3 separate regions of the Sus scrofa genome follow, and regions 1 and 2 are each linked to region 3. A link is a contact called in public HiChIP or PLAC-seq data. All regions are on one chromosome and are shown on one strand. The core of a region is the stretch at or near the end of the contact, and the rest is flanking DNA. Distances in the headings are between cores, read along the strand shown. Region 1 overlaps CDH13 (cadherin 13, H-cadherin (heart)). Region 2 overlaps CDH13 (cadherin 13, H-cadherin (heart)). Region 3 overlaps CDH13 (cadherin 13, H-cadherin (heart)).

Region 1 (4,154 bases), core at 302-2,801, 260 kb before region 3:
TACAGTGGACCCTTGAACAATGCAGGTTTGAATTGTGTGGGTCCTCTTATATGTGGGTTTTTCCAGCAGTAAATACCTCAGTACTACATAATCTGAGCTTGGTTGAATTTACAGATATGGAGGAACTGAGATACCCAGGGCCAACTCTAGGGTATACACAGATTTTCAGCGGGAGGGGGATCAGTGCCCCTAAACCCCACTTTGTTCAAGGGCCAACTGTATTTATTTTTGTTATCTGCTTGTTTATAGCTCAATAAACATCCAGAAGGACACAAGCCAAATTATTAATAGTCGTTACCCTTTTTACATACATTGGGAATGACAGAGTGGACATTTTCATTTTTTAATTTTTATACTTCCTTATATTTCTCCCTTGCCCCAACAACTTCTCACTTGCTTGACCTGTCGTGTGATGAGCAGCCCGAGTCTGGACTTAGTAACAAGGACAGGCTGCGTGGTTCAGGTCAGTGTCCCCAAACAGGTGTTTTCAAGTTTCAGGGAAGTAAGAACCAGGGTCTGAAAATGTTTTAATACCGTTAAAGGCCTCATACAAGGGTCAGCGAACTATGGTCTGCTGGCCAATCTGACTCGTGGTCTTTCTTTGTAAATAAAGTTTCATGGGCACATGGCCACACCCACTTGTAGGTGCATCGTCTAAGGCTGCTCTTGTACTGTGAGAGCACAGAGTTGAACAGTCATACCACAGACCATACTGCCTAAAGCCTAAAATATTTACTGTGTGACCCTTCATGGAAAGTAGCAGTCCCTGTCCTAGTGGAATTTTTTTTTTTTTTTTTTTTGTCTTTTGTCTTTTTGCTATTTCTTGGGCTGCTCCAGCGGCATATGGAGGTTCCCAGGCTAGGGGTCGAATCGGAGCTGTAGCCACCGGCCTACACCAGAGCCACAGCAACGCGGGATCCGAGCCACGTCTGCGACCTACACCACAGCTCACGGCAACGCCGGATCGTTAACCCACTGAGCAAGGGCAGGGACCGAACCCGCAACCTTATGGTTCCTAGTCGGATTCGTTAACCACTGCGCCACGACGGGAACTCCTGGAATTTTTTATCCACTTACCCAAGATAAAGTTTACAGTCTAATTAAAATGTCTTTTTAATTTCTCTCTTTCTTTCTTTTTTCTTTTTTTTTTTTTTTACTGTTGTCTGGAATAATATCAACTTTCCTGCTGGTTATCCTGTGTCGATCAGAGGCTCTGGTTGGCAGTTCTGCAAGTCTTTGTTGAATTTTTTAAAATGGGAAAACTCATTATTACCTAACAAAGGACTTTGTAGACAGAATGTTCCAACAGATGGATTCCATGGAGAAAACAGGAGAAAAAAATAAGACAAGCCCCTGGTGGAAGAAGGCTAAGCGCCACTGAATCAGGAACCAGTATATTATTGAAAGGGCAGGTGGAGAGATACTAGGGAGAGACACTGGTCTTAAGCAGAGGATACAAACTCAAGCCTGTGGGCCACCCTCTGACATGTGCTGTTGCCTTTAATACAGAGCCAGTATTTAAATACAGTGTCTAGATGTTGGCAGGCAGTTCAGGTTTGCTGTCCCAATACCCATTCCAAACTCCCTGCTCTCCTGAGCTGGCAAACATCTTCCCAGCCTCCTGTGAAGCGAGAGTGACCGACCACATGACCTTCTCTAGCCAATGAGATATAAGCAGAAGTCAGGGGTTTCCAGGGCACATGTTGGCCTTCCTAGCAAAAGTCTGTCACTGCCTTCTCCCCTGCTTCCTGCCCTGAATACAGAGCCTACGGATGATTTTCAGCTGGTCCTGATGATTGGGTAGATTCAGCAACAATGAGTCTGAATTCTCACCAGGCAAGTATCTGCAGTGTAGCACCTGCCTTTGTTCCAACACTGGCTGTGGGTGCTCTAGGTGCCCAGAGTTGCTCTGAGCGACTCCTCTAACTTTACGTTACTTCTCTCTTTGGTAAGGAGTTCAGGAGATGCTGGGTGTCGCAGAGACTGACAGAGGCAGCCACCCAGAGGGCCAGGCTCTCTGGGAGTCCTGTCCTTTCTCTTCCTCTCAAAAAGCTGAAGCATACAGCACAGTCTGCATATCATAGTGAAGAATGCTCAGATCTCTTAAAATGATTAAAGGATGAAATATAGAGACTGCAAAATCCACCCACTTGAGTAATCAGAGTATTATTCTTATATAGTTCTGAAGTCTCATGGGCACTTTTTTAAAGGAAAAAAAGGGATGTCTCTCTCTTTTTTTTTTTTTTTTTTTTTTTCAGGGATGTATCAGTGAGTGTCTCCAAAGTGCTTTAAAAACAAGAATTACCAGCTTTAACGAGGGGGTAATAACAGCACTAAGAACATCTGAGACAGTTCGTCCTTAATAAAATTCTAAATGTTAGCTGGTTCCATTACTCAAAGCTTTCACTCAGCACACACGTTATTTATTATATCATTACACATTCTGAGAAGCAGCAGCCACGGCGACTTAGAAGAGGTGGTGCTATTGTACAGGAAGCCTCGCAGTCCGTGTTGATCACAGTAACTCACTCGCTTTGTAGCGCTCTCGGGTTTATCTTAAAAGCTCTAAAGGTAGGTAGGTGGCGGCTTTTCTTAAGGTGCTGGAATAACCTTAGGACCCAATTGACAACATAAGATGGGATGTAATGGCTCCAACTAACAAAGTGAAAAATCGCAAATGCACAGCAGCTGAGAAGAAGCCAAACCACCCCCACAGCAACCAGAGTAAATATTCTGTTTTTACTTTTTCACCCTAAAACCATTGGACTACCATTAGGTTTTGTCCTAATCCTAAACTTGTTTTGTTTTTAAATTCTGTTGACTTGTATCAGTTGAGTAGAAGGGGGTGGTGAGAAGCAAACACGCAGACGTCAAGTCCTTAATCATTATGTTCTGTTTGCTAAACTTGAGTCTCTAGATGCACGTTACCATCTTGTTACAGAAAAAATGCATATAACTGGTTTCCCTAGGAAATACCTCATTTAATGGGTTTTCCTCCATCAACTTGAGTTGAATATAAGAACCTGATTCATAATTCATTTGCCTATTAACAGTTCTTAGAAATTCTGAGAAGCCACTTGTTAGACACACGCAAGCCTGAATCCAAGCCAGAGGAAGCGCTGCTTTGGGAGCCTCGATTAAGTTCCTCTGCGATCATCTACAAAGGAGAGAACTGGAAACAGCAGAACTACAACTCTCATCTCCAACCTAAGACTTTTTTTTATCTTTCTTTTCTTTTTTTTCTGTTTTTTGTTTTTTTGGGGTTTTTTTGTTTTCTTTTTGTGGCTTTTTAGAGCTGCACCTGTGGCATATGGAAGTTCCCAGGTTAGGGGTTGAATCAGAGCTGCAGCTTCTGGCCTACCCCACAGCCACAGCAATGCCAAATCCAAGTGGCATCTGTAACCTACACCACAGCTCACGGTACCACCAGATCCTTAACCCACTGAGCAAGGCCAGGGATCAAACCCGAGTCCTCGTGGATGCCAGTCGGGTAAATAACCCACTGAGCCATGGAGGAACTCTGAGAATGTCTATCTTCAATTACAACAAAATATTGTTTCAAATGCGACTAATAAAGACTATTGTGTATAGGATAGAATAGCAAGCAACAAAGCCACAAAGTAGAAGGAAAGAAAACAATTATCTATTAGAGTTCCCGTCATGGTGTGGCAGAAACGAATCCGACTAGGAACTGTGAGGTTGCGGGTTTCATCCCTGGCCTTGCTCAGTGGTTTAGGGATCTGGCATTGCCGTGAACTGTGGTGTAGGTTGCAGATGTGGCTCAGATCTTATGTTGCTGTGGCTGTGGCGTAGGCCAGCACATGCAGCTCCCTAGCCTGGGACCCTCCATTTGACTCGGATGTGGCCCTTGTATTTATCAAGCACCTCCTCTCTCCACACACCAGGCTGTGATCCACAGTTTCATATGATTTGTGGCAATGAATTGTCACGGCTGGCCTGCTCTTTAGGTTTTTAAAACTAAGGACACGGAGTCTCAGCAAAGTAAAGTGGCTTACTCAAGGTCAGAGTTACCAAGTGAAACGATGACTAGTCTGATGTACCACTTGCTCCTCTATGGCCTCAAAGGCTATCTGAGGACACCATACCAATCTCTGACATGTCTGAGAGTTGGCTTTTGCCTGGAACCTTCCAGA
Region 2 (4,120 bases), core at 1,373-3,872, 510 kb before region 3:
TCTGGAATGGGTGTCAACTTCTGAAACTACAATATTTTACAAATATCCTGTCATTTCCCCATAAACAAGTAATGTGCAGACATTGCAGAAAAATCAGAAAATAAAAACAAAGAAAAAAAAATCATTAACACCAAACGCAGCCACTAACACTTTGATTTTTCTTCCATCACAGTTCTTTGCAAACACATAACCATCACGATATGTGTAAATACTCCATCTGTAATGAGGATACCATATGTGTTGGTGTGTCTGTTTCCATTCAGTATCTTGAAAATCTCCCATAGAACCAGAACTTGTTCAAAAATATTTTAAATGGTTGTAGAAAACTTCCTTGCAAAATCGTGCCATATTTTAACCATTATATGCTGCTGAATATTTAGCAACTGTTTCCATTTTAAGGATCATGTCCTGCTATAACACCACTGCACAAAAATTGAACTAAATTCCTCTTTCCCTAGGATGGATTTCTAAAAGTAGAACGATCAAGTCCAAGGGTTTGTACTTTTTGCAGCTCTGCATTATCAAGGTAGTTTCTGGAAAGTTAACGTTAATGCAAGATTTCTGACCTCCTCCGAGATGCCCAGAGGGCCCCCCTTCTTGGTTTTCAGTGCCCAAAGTCTCACGCACTGGGGTGGGGGGGTGGGGGTCCAGTGACAAGATAGGGGCCCCTACTGCTGCTCTGTCAGGGTTCAATGCCACTCGGCTCCCACAGAGACACGCTTAAGGCCGTACTGCCTGTGGTTTGATGAAGCCCAGAAATAACAGCTCGGTGGGAGGAAAGCCATCTCTGAAAGCCCCATCTCTGTGGGCAGGGTGGGCACCGGGGTACTTACTTGATACGCGGCGATCATTTCTCTGTCCAAGCTCCGTGTCACGGAGACGCTACCCGTGTTCTCATTGATTCTGAAAATTCCTTTTGGCTCTTGATCCACTCCCTTGCCGGTGAGCCGGAACTTGGACCCTTCCGGTCTGTCACTATCAACCACCTGGTCAGAGAAACAGAGCGACACTTAAGATCTTGGCTGGAAAACACAGAGAGAGCATAGTATAAACACACCTCAGTGACCAACCCACTAACTGCAGGTGCCAATACATAGATGCTCGGTGAACTTGACTAAAGCAGCATCACCAAAAACAGCATCGTTGTTCAACACCTTTCTGCCCACATGCAAATCTCTGTGGCTTTCAGGTGGGGAAGCTTACCAGCACTGGGGTGACATACAGTGACAAACCTAGGAGGGAGGTCACTTCATGAAGTTTAAAGTTGGACATTTATGTTATTTTTAACTCCCAGGAAACAGACTTTTTTTCTGCAAGCAAGATCAAAGAGGCAACGCAAAACCTTTGACACTTCTCTACTGGGCAGGCATTCATCAAGATTCGAGGTCTTTGTATGAATCCAAATGTCAGCAGTGGCACTTGCCCCACTGCTTGTACCAGGTACACGGTGTTGAGGATGCACTTTACACACGTTAAAAAAAAAAACTCAGACAACAATGCGGGGGTGGGAGGAGGGAACACTATTATCTGCACTTAATGAATGAAATCACTGAGACTCAGAGAGATGAAGCAAGCTTGCCATGGTCACAGTTGTTAAAGAGATGAAGATGGCATTCAGAATCCACCTTCCGTCTCTCTAGAGACACTGCTACCCAACACTTTCATTTCTGAATTTACGTTAAGGTAATTCCCTATAGGTAGTCAGCCTTGATTTGACATTTGAAGAATACATTCAAAAGGCAAAGCTACAGGAAGGCACTTCCAGGTAGATGGAACAGCACAGACAGGCAGCAGGCAGGTGAGAGAGACAAGGAAATTCCAGAATGGCTGGAGTAGAGATGAGGTTAAGAGGTAATTAGATGTCACATTTTATTTTGTTTTTATGTCATTTGAAAGTGTCCAACTAATGAAAAAAATTATTATTTGCATAGGTTAGTTCTAGAGTTTAACCAAGTATTCACGTATATTTAAGAACACTTTCTCATTGATACCTGCAAACATTCATTTGATTATAACAATAAAAAAGTCACAAACACAACAGACATTCAGAAACACAGATGAAAGAAAGCTGATACTGATCTGGCTGCAATCAGTTTATAAGTAAACAGGCACCTATTGGAATACAGTCAACTGGGCCTGGAGGATTAGGTAGCCAGGATAAAAATACCTTCTAGTGGAATTAGAAAGTGGGTGGGGGTAGGGGTGGGGGAGGAGCATTTCTGAGGCCACCATGCCTGCAATTCTGATGCAGGCCACCAAGTGGCAGTGGCGCCTAAGGCAGCATGATCTTCCTGCCAAGATTTCCTCTGCCAGGACCAGTGAGTGGAAAAAGATCATGACACAATTCCATATGGCAGTATAGTTTTCCCTGATTTAAAATATTCTTTATTAAAATACACTGAGAATTTTGATGAAACACCAATTACCTCTGTTTGCATTTTTTAAATTAGGAGAAAATACCATCTTGAAGCAAGACTAAAAATAAGATATGTGACACCTTCTGATGAAAAGAATTTTTAGTCACTGCTTGACTTGATTTAATCCAACTGACATTATCCCCACAGCTTGGAAGCTCCACGAGGTCAACAGTCTCAGCATGTCAGACTCGCCCCTGGATCCCAGTGCCTGGCAAAGTGCCTGGTGTACAGCAGGGACCGAGGCCAATATCTGTTTAACGAGGAGTTCCACTGTCTAGACAAACATGTGTCCCAATCCTAGCTTGGCCAGCGATCCACCCTGTGACCTTGAACACGATTCTTCGCCTCTCCAGCTCTCGATTTCCTCATCGATAATAAAAGGATAATGACATTTATTTCCCAGAGCTGTTGAGAATGTGATGAGATCCTGTGTGCCAAGGAGACTTCCTGGCAGGCGGAAGGGGCTCAGTAAATCAGAGCTGATGGTTACAGTACCAAGGTAAGAGTAATAATCACAACAGCATCAGGACGTTGTTGGTAATGGCCAAGCCTGACACCTCTAGGCAGCAAAAAACATCTTAGCCATAATATTAAAAAACCCCTTTCTGGAGTTCCCATTGTGGTGCAGCGGAAATGAACCTGACTAGGAACCATGAGGTTGCGGGTTCAATCCCTGGCCTTGTTCAGGGGGTTAAGGATCTGGCGTTGCCGCAGATGTGGCTCAGATCCCGAATTGTTGTAGGTGTGCAGCAGCTGTAGCTCTGATTCAACCCCTAGCCTGGGAACCTCCATAAGCCAAGGGTGTGGCCCTAAAAAAGCAAAAGCAAAAAAAAGAAAAAAACCACAAAAAACAAAACAAAACAAAAAATCCCTAAGGGAATATATTTTCTTTTAAAAAATAAACCTCACAAATGTCTCTGGTTTGAAGAGAGAACTGCTCTTGGAAAAAGATTACTGTTGATAGAGTCAGAGTCAAGGTCCAAAGCAGGTGATTAAATAGCTCATCCCACTAGGCAAATGTAATAAGGGAAAAAAGTATGGGAGACCCCTTTAAGTTAATGACCACTCAGGAAAGCAGGCTTACCAACAACAAAACCAAGCAGGCTTGCTTCGCAACAAAAGCATGCAAGAGAAGCCTGAGACATGCCCCCAAACAATAAAACAATGGTAACAGGAGACCCATGTAGCTTCCTAGGACACACTTCTCTGTGCACACTAGCTACAAAAAAATACAGGAAAAGGTGACATTGTACTGAAACCTGACATGATTCGCCGTATTTGAAGACACGTTGGTGCCTTTTTGCTTATTTCCACTGCATCGTGACAGTCCCAGTCTGACCAGGTGGGGACCAGAAAGATCCCCCAACCAACACGGAGGAGGAGCTGATGATGGAAATGTGACCTCTACTCCAGAGCCAGGGCGAAGGTGATCTTCTCCCCCTCCTCGCTTTGGCTTTGTTTGTAAAACCGTAACCCACGGAGTCCTCGGGCCTCGGCACTCTCTTGCCCACCTGCCTGCATCTCTCACAGGCATCCTATGTGAATAAACCCCTCACCTGTCACTCTGTGTCTCCCTGAATTCTTTCTGCACTAAGGCAGAACGTATGCTCTACGGTTCCACTGTAGGAAGGGGCACCCGAGCCAGCTCTGCCCTTCTTTGTCCCTTTCTCATTTACCCTCGCTCCCTTCTCTCTCTGGCCACG
Region 3 (4,166 bases), core at 513-3,012:
ATCCTCCACAAAAATTAACACAAAATGGATTACAGACCTAAATGTAAAATACAAAATCATAAATCACCTAGAAGATAACCCAGGAGAAAAAATGCATATGGCCTTGAATATGGCAATAACTTCTTAGATATAACAGCAAAGGTATGATCCAAGAAAAAAGGAACTGATAAGCTAGGCTTCATTAAAATTGAGAACTTTTGTTCTGCAAAAGAGACTATCAAGAATAAGAAAGTAATTCAGAGACTGGGAGAAAATATTTGCAAAAGATATATATCTGACAAAGGACTATGATTCAAAATATACAAATACCTTTTAAACCAACAATAAGAAAATAAACAACCCAATTTAAAATGGGCCATAGAGTTCCCACAGTGGCACAATGGGATCAGTGGCATCTCTGCAGCTCCAGGATTCAGGTTGGATCTGTGGCCCAGGGTAGTGGGTCAAAGCATCCAGCATTGCCACAGCCATGGCATGTGTCACAACTGTGGCTCAGAACTGATCCCTGGCTCGGGGAACTTCATATCCCATGGGGCAGCTAAAAAAGAAAAAGAGAATGGACCAAAGGCATTAACAGATACCTCACCAAAGAAGATATACAGGTGGCAAACAATCATATCGAAAATGCCCAACATTATGTCATCAGGAAAATGCAAATTAAAACAACATTGAAATATCACCACTCACCTATTAGAATGGCTGATATCCGAATAACTAACAACACCAAATACTGATGAAGATATGGAGTAACAGGAAATCCCATTCATTGCTGATGGGAATGCAAATGGTACGGCCATTTTAGAAGGCAATTTGGCAGTTTCTTAGAAAACTAAACATACCATATAATCCAGCAATTGCACTCCTTGCTATTTCTCCAAAGGAGCTGAAAACTTATATCCATAAAAAAACCTGCATACAAATGTTATAACAGTTTTATTCATAATTGCCAAACTTGGAAGCAAGCAAGAGGTCCTTTAGCAGGTAAATGGATAAATAAACTGTGGTACATATAGACAATAGAATATTATTATGTGGCAATAAAGAGAAATGAGCTATTAAGACACGAAAAGACATGGAGGAAACTTAAATACATATTACTAAGTGAGAGAAGCCAATCTGAAAATGTGTTCTTCTAATTATATGACATTCTGGAAAAGGCAAACTATGAAGACAATTAAAGGATCAGGGGTTGGGGAAGAAGGACGGATGAAAAGGCAGAGCACAGAGGATTTCTAGGGTAGTGAAATAGTCCAGATGATACGATAACGACAGGTACATGTCGTTATACATTTTTCAAACCCAGAGAATGTACAACACCAAGAAGGAGCCTGAATGTAAACCATGGACTTTGAGAGATAATGATGTGTCCATGCAGGTCAGCAATTATAACAAATGCACCACTCTGCCGTGGGAGTTTGATAGTGGGGGAGGCTGTACATATGTGGGGGAAAGGAATGTATGTGAAATCTGTATACCTTCCACTCAAGTTTGCTGTCAGCCTAAAACAGCTCTTTATAATTAAGTTTATTTAAAAACTGGGGAAAAAAAAAAAAAAACGCAACCAAGTGTGAAGCTGTCTTCCTCTATTCTAGCCTATTTCATCACCATCATACACACACACACATACACACACACACACACACACACACACACACACACACACACACACACACACACACACGTCACCATCCAAATGCAGCCCGGTGACCCCTGCCTCCCTCTGGCCATGCTGAGCCAGCTGCTGTTCTCGCCCCACCTTATGCCTTTGAACCACTGGTGTCTCTGCTTGGAGTCCTCCCCACTCCCAAACCCAGCTTTGTTTGGTCATCTTCAACATGGTGTCCACTCCCAACTCAGAGGTCAGCTTTGGCCTCCCCACCTCTACTGGGCCAGATACTCTTTCTCTGCACTCCCAAATCAAAATCCAAGCGGCCCACTAGCCCAGCACTTGCTATTCTGCACCCTGACTCTCTGCTTAATTCTCTGTCTCTCCCCGGAGACAGACCAGGATCTAAAGGGTGTGTCAGGGCATTTCCAGCCTCATGCAGACTCTGGTACACAGCAGGTGCCCACCAAGTGCTAGCTGGAATTTAAACCACCTGAGTGGTGGGGCTGCTAACCCAAAGGCATCCTATTTCCACTGCTTCCTATATGGGTGGCCGTGCCTGCTTTGGGCCTCAGTTTCCCCAGTGGAAAACGAGGAATAATAATAACAGTAACAATAGCAATGCCTACTTCATGAGTTACTGTGAGGACTTAATGAATTAATATGTGTAAAATTAATATACATGAACAAGAAAACGGACTGTGGAGGAGGTGAACTTCTTCAGACTTCTAAACTGCTTTCGGCTTCCTCTACTGCACATACTAACAGTGTCACTGCTTTGGCCTCTCCCCACATTTCCCATCACTCTCAAAATAACATCCAAAGCCTTCCCATAGCCAAATCTGTCTCCTGACCTCATCTCCCATTCTTGGTTCAGCCACTATGGTCACCTCACTACTTCCAGATCAAAACCAGGCGTATTCCTGCCCCAGGGACTTTGAACTTGTTCTCTTCTCTGCCTGCCAGACTGTCTCCTCTACCACAGGCGGGTCTCAGTCGCAATGTCCCCTCTTCAGAGGCCCCTCCCCCTCAAACCTCCACCCCGTGGAAAAGAGCATCCTCAGTACACTTCACCCTTCACAGCACCTGGTGTTTGCTCGGCACTCAAGATGAACAGTTTCTTCGCTGTTTTCTTCGCCCACTTCAACGAAAGCTCTCTGAAGGCAGAGACTTGGTTGTGTCCATTGCGGCATTCTTGGTGCTTAGAACCACAGCTGCCACAGGGTGACACTCAATAAGGGTGCTGAATGGATGAATGAGCGAATGTGTGTATGAACAGATGAACCTCCAGTGCAGTGGAAAGGGAGGAAAATCGCCTAGGATTTCTTTCTGAATTCCTCCAATTCCTGCAGCACACCGTGTACTCCAGAGCCAACAGAATGAGTACAAGATGGAGAACCACAAGCCCCACGGCTTCTAAGCTCCATGGCCATAGGTTGGGCTACTTCACCTGCATAATGGGTACAATGTTAGCACCCACCTCAGGGCTGTCAGAGTATATGAGGTGGTACAAGGAAAACACTTAGCACAAGGCTGCATGGCAGTCATTACAGATTTCCCACGATTAATATTATCATCTAAGAGCCTATTCTCACCCTTTCTGTGCCTCCTGCTATCCAGCATGCAGGGAACTTGTTCCGAATATGAAACAAAAATTATTTAAATCCTGGTTCCTCTTTTCAACTGTACAGCCTTCATATCTTTACTCATAGCCTGCTCCCCTGGGGATGTCTGCCCCCAAATAAAGGTTGTCAAACATTTTAAATGTTATTAAATTGTCCAGTAAATGGGAATGCCCAAAGCAGAGAGCCAGTCAATCAGGATTATTCGAGAGCTTCAAAAAGACAGAAGGAAACCATTATTAGGTTTAAGAATATTATGTTCCCTCTCCCACACAGCCTTTATCTAAATCTTCATTTAATTGGCAGCCTTCAGCACTGTCAGAATTGCATTCTGAAAACCAGGAGAAGTTTTCAAACATTCACGCGATGTTACATGCTTGGCTCACAACTACTCAAGGGAATGATCCTTCCTGCCAGGGGTCTGGGGAGTGCCATGTCACTGACACTGCAGGGGCTGAGGAACTGACCTTGAATCAAAGAAGAAACTGACACCACCAGATCATCTCAAACCGACCTCCTGAGGCTTAAGGAGGAGAGAACTGGACCTGCTGCCTCGCCACACTCTGTGGGCGGCTCCTTGAGAACAAGAATTGGTCCCTTCCACCTCTGTATCCTCAGAACCTCCCCAACTTCCTGACACATTGTGGGCATAAATAGACGTTTCTGGAACGGCTGATGAGTATCTTTGCAGTTTTATGGAATAAAGGAAATTGCTTCTCAGGCTCAAGTGTTTCTTTCCAAGTGATTCTCCCCAGAGACCGGGCTTCGGCCACACCAAACAACTCGAGGGCCTCCCAAGCCCCAGCTGCCCGCTCCCTCCACTCCATGACTTCCTTCTGACTCTGGGCTTTGCGTGAGCACATCCCAGCCCATTTTCTGACTGTCTACTTCCTGTTGATCCTTCCAGCCCAGGTCAAATATTCCTGGTCTGCTCCAGA

Evidence for each region. HiChIP or PLAC-seq counts read pairs in DNA pulled down with a chosen protein or histone mark.
Region 1: a contact with region 3 is called in an H3K27ac HiChIP or PLAC-seq map of skeletal muscle. The contact joins two enhancer-like sites. A contact is called at or near these places in 2 of 47 Hi-C or Micro-C datasets (embryonic fibroblasts and heart right ventricle) and 1 of 2 datasets of contacts at active chromatin or transcription factors (skeletal muscle).
Region 2: a contact with region 3 is called in an H3K27ac HiChIP or PLAC-seq map of skeletal muscle, with 5 times the contacts expected there. The contact joins two enhancer-like sites. A contact is called at or near these places in 4 of 47 Hi-C or Micro-C datasets (epiblast stem cells, psoas muscle, retroperitoneal adipose tissue and 1 more) and 1 of 2 datasets of contacts at active chromatin or transcription factors (skeletal muscle).

The regions. Positions count from the first base shown.
Region 1 is chr6:5,546,515-5,550,668 of Sscrofa11.1, forward strand. All of the region lies in intron 2 of CDH13 (cadherin 13, H-cadherin (heart)), which reads right to left. Among named protein-coding and RNA genes, the nearest start is that of CDH13, 280 kb to the right of the region's middle. Within about 2 kb of position 1,552, at least 1 of the 83 cell types and tissues checked has an H3K27ac peak or open chromatin away from gene starts, as enhancers often do. A contact at or near this core is called in skeletal muscle, where this site is marked.
Region 2 is chr6:5,296,254-5,300,373 of Sscrofa11.1, forward strand. It overlaps CDH13 (cadherin 13, H-cadherin (heart)), which reads right to left. Exons shown (of 14, transcript NM_001109945.1): 5 at 834-986. Among named protein-coding and RNA genes, the nearest start is that of HSBP1, 500 kb to the left of the region's middle. Within about 2 kb of position 2,623, at least 4 of the 83 cell types and tissues checked have an H3K27ac peak or open chromatin away from gene starts, as enhancers often do. A contact at or near this core is called in skeletal muscle, where this site is marked.
Region 3 is chr6:5,802,414-5,806,579 of Sscrofa11.1, forward strand. The region is part of intron 1 of CDH13 (cadherin 13, H-cadherin (heart)); the gene reads right to left. Among named protein-coding and RNA genes, the nearest start is that of CDH13, 28 kb to the right of the region's middle. Within about 2 kb of position 1,763, at least 1 of the 83 cell types and tissues checked has an H3K27ac peak or open chromatin away from gene starts, as enhancers often do. A contact at or near this core is called in skeletal muscle, where this site is marked.